Regions from separate parts of the Mus musculus genome. Here region 2 is linked to region 1. A link is a contact called in public Hi-C data. All regions are on one chromosome and are shown on one strand. The core of a region is the stretch at or near the end of the contact, and the rest is flanking DNA. Distances in the headings are between cores, read along the strand shown.

Region 1 (3,627 bases), core at 497-2,996:
CATTTAACCCAGTCCTTAAGAATAGAGTTTTCGGGGTTGGAGAGATGGCTCAGTGGTTAAGAACACTGACTGCTCTTCCAGAGGTCCTGAGTTCAATTCCCAGCAACCACATGATGTCTAATAACCATCTGTAATGGGATCTGACACCCTCTCCTGGTATGTTTGAAGACAGCTATAATTGTAAAAGGAGAGAGGGAGGGATCTTTTTTTTGTTTGTTTTTTATTAAAAATTTTTTATTAGATATTTTCTTTATATACATTTCAAATGCTATCCCGAAAGTTCCCTATACCCTCCCCTCGCCCTACTCCCCTACCCAGTCACTCCTACTTCTTGGCCCTGGCGCTCCCCTGTACTGAGGCATATAAAGTTTGCAATACCAAGGGGCCTCTCTTCCCCATGATGGCCGACTAGGCCATCTTTTGATACATATGCAGCTAGAGACACGAGCTCTGGGGGTACTGGTTAGTTCATATTGTTGTTCCACCTATAGGGTTGCAGAACCCTTTAGCTCCTTGGGTGCTTTCTCTAGCTTCTCCATTGGGAGCCCTGTGTTCCATCTTATAGATGACTGTGAGCATCCACTTCTGTATTTGCCAGGCAATGACATAGCCTCATACGAAGCAGCTATACCAGGGTCCCTTCAGCAAAATCTTGCTGGCATATGCAATAGTGTCTGGGTTTGGTGGCTGATTATGGGATGGATCCACAGGTGGGATAGTCTCTGGATAGTCCATCCTTTCGTCTTAGCTCCAAACTTTGTCTCTAACTTCTTTCATGGGTATTTTGTTCCCTATTCTAAGGAGGAATGAAGCATCCACCCATTGGTGTTCCTTCTTCTTGAATTTCTTGTGTTTTGCAAATTGTATCTTGGGTGTTCTATGTTTCTGGGCTAATATCCACTTATCAGTGAGTGCATATCTAATGACTTCTTCTGTGACTGGGTTACCTCACTAAGGATGATATCCTCCAGATATATCCATTTGCCCAAGAATTTCATAAATTCATTCTTTTTAATAGCAGAGTAGTACTCCATTGTGTAGATGTACCACATTTTCTGTATCCATTCCTCTGTTGAGGGGCATCTGGGTTCTTTCCAGCTTTTGGCTATTAATTAGTAAGGCTGCCATGAACATAGTGGAGCATGTGTCCTTATTACCAGTTAGAACTTCTTCTGGGTATATGCCCAGAACTGTCTTGCCCACAAGCATATAAAGTAGTCTTTGTGTAAGTTAGATGCTTTAGTTGTTAAATCCTAATTTATTCAAAATTTTTTGTTTTTGTTTTCCTGATTTTTTTTAAGACAAGATCTCCCTCTGAACCCCAGGCTGGCCTAGAATCCCCCTGGCATCAAACTCATTAAATCTTCCTGCCTTAGCTGCAGTACAAAGCACCTCATGTTCTATCCTATCCCTTCCTACAGTATCTGACTACAATTCATAACATACTTGTAGCCAGCAATGATGTACACACCTTTAATCAAGCACTCAGGAAGCAGAGGCAGGGGGATCCCTATGAGTTCAACGCCAGCCCTGTTTGTATAGTAAGATTCTTTCTGAAAACAAAACCAACCAACCAAAAACTCCACTGTGAAAATCTGAATGTTCTTTTCCTTAGATCATGAAGAAAGTGAGGGTTTTTGTCGGCTCAGATTATGCTGGAGGTTCTAACCAATGAAATAGGAGGAGAAAAAGCAAGTGTGCGGAAGAGCAGAGGGGAAACCACTCCAGTCTGGAGTGTTACAGCACGAGGCTGCCATTCTCAGCCAAAAGTTGCATAAGGGGTATCAGGAGGCAAACCCCAGGTCCCAGCCCTGCATTAGCCTGAGTGGAAAGGAAGAAGCATGAAACACGGATATGGAGAACTTGCCTGCACTCTACACGGCATTCCCAGGGGAGACAGACTGCTATAGTGAAAGTCCCCTTATCAAAACCTAAACCACTGGGAAACAGGTCTGACCATGGAACGCACCTATTATGCTGTCAGGCGCTGAGCCCTGAAATGTCACTTACTGGCTGAGAGATGAAGTGACCAGATAAATTCTTTCTCCACGGAGACTGAGTCAGCAAGAAAAGAGATGCAAGTAATGCTTTCAGGATGGATTACACTGCAAAAGACCCACCCCTGAGGCCAGCCTGAACACAAGTTACAAGAAGTGTGGTCATGGGAGAGGTGTCAAAAAAGAAAAAGAGTGTGGCCATAAAGATATCGCACACCACCCAGTAGAAGCCAATACTCTCTTAGATTTTGAGAAGCTACGATGACAGAACATCATCTGACTGACCAGTCAGGATTAAGAGTGATCAGCAACAGTGAGAGCACACATCATAAGAGAGCCAGGCTGCTGGAAATTAGCACAATCATTAAAATGCTTGCTGCAGGGCTAGAGAGATGGTTCAGCGCTTAGAGCACCCCAGGGCCTGCTGGCCAATCGTCCAGACAAATGAGGGAGCTCTGGTCTCAAAAAACAGGATGGAGAACAAATGGGGACGCCACCCGACACTCACCTCTGGCCTCCACACATGCACACAGACAAAGCATAAAGACACACACACACATACACACACACACATATGAGGAGGGAGGGGGAGTGGAGGGGGTCGTCCTGCTGACCTTGTTCCCACGAAGGATGTTCCACTCATAAAACAGGCAATCTGGGAGTTAGAGGAGGAGAAAGAGGCCAAGGGGTAAGAGAGAGAAACATCTGGAGTGAAAAGAAAAAGAAATAAAACTGTCTCTTACTTATCAAGACGATACTCCATACAGAAAACTCTAAGGAACCCATGAAAAGACAGTAAAATAAACACACTTAGCAAGTATCCTAGGATACTACTTCAATATTCAAAAATCAACAGTATTTATATATCCTAGCAATGAATAAACCCATTAAATAAACCTTTGTATGGTAACATCCCAAACAAAAGTAGTTTAAAATAAACTTACCAAAAGGAGAAAAAGACTAGAAGAGCAAGGCCAAAAGAAGGTAGAAGAGGTGACAGCTGTACACTGAAAACCTAAATCTACTGAAAGGAAACCAAGTAAGAGACTAGGAATGTAGCTTAGCCAGCACAGTATCTGCCTAGCATGAAGCCATGCCTGTACCATGCACACTTGTAATCCCAGCACTGGGGAAGTAGAGGCAGTAAGATCAGAAGTTCAAGGTCTCTTGGCTACAAGGCAAATCCACAGCCAGGCTGGACTACAGGAAATCCTGTGTCAAAACAAAATGACATCCCACTTAGGATTGAGCATTACATGGTCACTTCTCTACAGCTAGATCAGCCCTTCCACGGCTGGTGAGACAGCAAGGAAGAAAGAAAAGAATATAAGAGCCAAGCGATGGGGAGACCCAAGCAGACAGACATCTGGACCTGACCTGGCCACAGCACTCATGAGCCTACTGCAGCTGTGTTAAAACCAGCACAAAAATGAGCCCAGCAACATTTCATCACGGATCGGGGAGGAGTCTCTGAGTGTGTCCTTTACTTCAGTGTGAAAGTCACTAAGTTGCCCTTGCTCCAGTAAGTATCCTACCCATATTCAGGCAAGGACCCCTAATTAAGCTTAATCCCCCCACAAACCATGAACATAGGGGTGTATCCTTATTGGGGAAAAACAAAAAAGCAAAA
Region 2 (3,428 bases), core at 835-3,334, 73 kb after region 1:
TTTTCTCATTTATTTTTTCTTTCCTTTTTTCTGTTTTTGTTTGTTTGGTTGTTTGGTTTTGTTTTTTTCGAGACAGGGTTTCTCTGTGTAGCCCTGGCTTTCCTGGAACTCACTTTGTAGACCAGGCTGGCCTCGAACTCAGAAATCTGCCTGCCTCTGCCTCCCAACTGCTGGAATTAAAGGCGTGTGCCACCATCGCCCGGCCCTTTTTTCTGTTTTATTTTTAACTTGCATAGCATTAATTTATTTTTTTTATCAACATGAGGTGTTTTTGTATGTCAGTGGGGTCCAGTATGATGTTCTGACACATATGTGTAGTATACTCTGTCCCATTCAGGGTAATTAACATTGGCATCTCTTTGTGTCTTCATTTTGGGAGCCTTCAGCATCCTTTCTTCTAGTTCCTCATAAGATATATAATATGTTATTATGAACTACTGTCACCTGCTGTGTTTTGGATCATAAATATTTATGGTTCAAACTGAGAATTCAGCATTGCAGTTTCTGGTGGTTGCTGAACGTTAAACACACAGAATCGCAATGTGTAGCCATGATTAGTCTGGAATTCATATGCAGTCCAGTCTGGGCTGAAACTAAAAGAGATCTTCTTGCCTCTGCCTCCCTCAGAGTGCTGGAATTAATGACACATACCACCATGCCTGTATCCAAATGGATTTAAAAAAAATGTTCATTTTATTTTTGTTTATGTGTATGTGTGTATATTTACATGTATAAAGATGTCTTTAGAGGCTAGAAAATGTTGCATTCCTTGGGCCTGGAGTTACAGTTACAGAGGTTGTGGGCCATCTGACATGAGTCCTCAAAAGCAACTCTTGTTCTCTGTAGATATGCTACATGCTCTTAACCCACAGAGCCATCTTTCCAGACGCCCAGCTGGATCTTTAACATCTAAAACATTCCTATTTCTTGTAAGTCTGCTGTACCTACCAGTATGAAATGACCTTATTTGGGCATTAATTGTTCCGGCCCCAGTGCCGTGATGGTCATCTTTTTAAAAGTAGGAATTATAATTTGGGGGTTAGAGAACTGGCTCACTGATTGAGCATAGTTATTGCTCCTGTAAAGAAGCTGGGTTCAGTTTTCCGCATCCACATGGCAGCTCACCCTTGTCTGTAACTCCAGTTCCAGGAGATCTGACACCTCTCCATCCTCTGGGGACAACAGGCATGGACTCGGTGCACTGAGGTTAGTGCAGCCAAAGTGCTCCTAAACGTAAAATAAAATGAATTTAAAATCTTTTTTTAAAGCATAGCTTGTAGTTTAGCCACGGATTTTTATTCAAATAAACTAATTTATTTACAGGAAAAAAAATCATTCCAGGGCATGAAAGTCAAGTGCCAACAAAGGAACGACCTTAGTGATGGAAAAACAAAGAGAGAAAGAAATGAGCTCTGTTCTGCTAAATCTAGGGCATCAATGTGTGAGGCGTGACATGTGCTCTTTCCCTCCGGACATAGGTCACTGTCAGTGTTTGCCAAGGCACTGGGTCAGCCAGACCCTGAGGAAGCTGCTCTGGTGTGTTTTAGTAAATGTATTAAAACGCTCTGCTCCCATCTTATCAGGCATATCATTGTAACTATGTAACATTTCTCCCTGAGGACAGTGGTGGGGACGCAGCCATTTGCTTGCTGGTTATTATTGATCATTAAGACAGTGTGTACAATTGTCTTAATGTATCAATGATTCTGATTAGAGATCTAAGAACTGGGGAAATACGAGTTTTATATGAATAATAAATGAATTATTCAGCTGGTTGTAGATGTTTTCTCTGTTTTTAGAAAAAAAATCTGGAGACTGGGATACATGGAAAACACAGACACACACACACACACAGACACACAGACACACACACCACACACACACACACACACACACACACACACACACACACACACACACACACACACAGTACTCAGACTTCCCTGAGCAATGAAGTGGGAGGGAGACATCAGTAAGTCTCAGGCCAATCCCTCTAGGCAGCAATTTCCTCTCTGATGTGCAGCACGTATTCTCAGATTCTCGCTACCTCAGCCCTCCCAGACCCTGAGCTCAGTGAAAATATGAGGCCCTACCGGGGTTCCCAATTCCTGAGTCATAGTAGAGAAACCGGGCGGTCACGGAGCTCACGTGTTGTTCTCTCTGCCTAGAGATCAGTGACGACTTACTGCTTCAGGACCAGGGTCTGAGGCCCATTCTGTCCGGTTTTAAAATTATTTCCTGTGGGCACAGAAAGCTGGGCCCTGTCGTTGTTCCTTCGAATCAAGTCTCTAGCTCTACAATAAGCCGGAGCCTGGAGTCATGTGCCAGGCACCGGAGATCTCAGCTTCGGCGGAGCACGTGATCAGATTACAGAAAGGTCAGCGACAGATCTGGTCACAGTGATGACAGTATCCAGGACATAAATGACACCTGTCACCGACGTTCCAGTGACCTGCTCCTTTCTGAGTATGTTTCTTCAATGATTTTTGTTGTTGTTGTTGTTGCTTTGAGAATTTCACACGTTCACGTGATGTATTTTGATTACATCTACCCCTCCATCTCCTCGCGTCCAATTTCTCTCCTAACCTCCGCTTCCACTATTCCTTCCCAACTTCATGTGCATGGATGAAAGGCAGCTTACGGAGCATGGTTATTCTCTGCAGGGGCTGCAACCCTGAAGGAAACTGACGCTCCCTACCCACACCTCATCAAGTACCTCAGACTCGGGCAGGATTTCATGGGCCCCGGTTCATCCATGCTGGCTTTCTCAGCTGGCTTGATCTTGGGTTTGTTGTGTGAGCATGCACTGATGGCTTGAGCTCAAGGCCTCAAGCATGCTGGATCAGTGCTCTCTCACTGCTGGATCCACCCCACCCCCACCCCCCAGCCTGTGACTTTCTTTCCTCCGCTTCAAACTGAAAACTGTTTAGAAAAGAACTCTATGCCCCCCAACTGCCCAAACACCACATTGAACCCCTGTGACTATCGGGGAGTCCGGAGGTTGAACCGACATCTCAGATCTCTAGCTGGAAAGGGTCACAGGGGAATTGTCCGCGGGGCAGCCACCCCAGCTGTGTCTCCTATTGTAAAGGAGCCAGTTTCTGACACTTCAAAAACTACTTCAAAATAATTTCGAACTTGACTGTGTTGTTGAGTTAGTCTTGTCTAGTACAGTGCATGAAGAAGCTGATGCAGACATGAACTTGATGTTTGAAGGAGTGTGGCAGAGAAAAGCAGTGTGTCACAGCAGGAACACCAAGAACCTCCATAGGAACCAGTGAGAGCTCTTTAGGTTAGCTTAGCCAATGCTGTAAAAACCCAGGCTAGTACATCTGAAAACTCAGGCTAACTGTGTCCGCCTGGAAGAAAAAAACTCCCATTTGGAGTCATCTGTGATTGATAACCACTTTCCAGCTTTCCAGCCAGCT

What was found. A called contact is a pair of places that touch in the nucleus more often than the background predicts.
Region 2: a contact with region 1 is called in a Hi-C map of muscle stem cells, with 2.5 times the contacts expected there. The contact joins two enhancer-like sites. A contact is called at or near these places in 2 of 39 promoter capture datasets (the C10 cell line and the HPC-7 cell line), 40 of 484 Hi-C or Micro-C datasets (the AML12 cell line, B cells, the C2C12 cell line and 25 more) and 5 of 115 datasets of contacts at active chromatin or transcription factors (bone marrow-derived macrophages, embryonic forebrain, embryonic stem cells and 2 more).

What each region holds. Positions count from the first base shown.
Region 1 is chr4:99,104,830-99,108,456 of GRCm38.p6, forward strand. The region is part of intron 1 of Dock7 (dedicator of cytokinesis 7); the gene reads right to left. Among named protein-coding and RNA genes, the nearest start is that of Dock7, 14 kb to the right of the region's middle. Within about 2 kb of position 1,747, at least 14 of the 459 cell types and tissues checked have an H3K27ac peak or open chromatin away from gene starts, as enhancers often do. A contact at or near this core is called in muscle stem cells, where this site is marked.
Region 2 is chr4:99,177,562-99,180,989 of GRCm38.p6, forward strand. No RefSeq gene overlaps it. Among named protein-coding and RNA genes, the nearest start is that of Atg4c, 15 kb to the right of the region's middle. Within about 2 kb of position 2,085, at least 19 of the 459 cell types and tissues checked have an H3K27ac peak or open chromatin away from gene starts, as enhancers often do. A contact at or near this core is called in muscle stem cells, where this site is marked.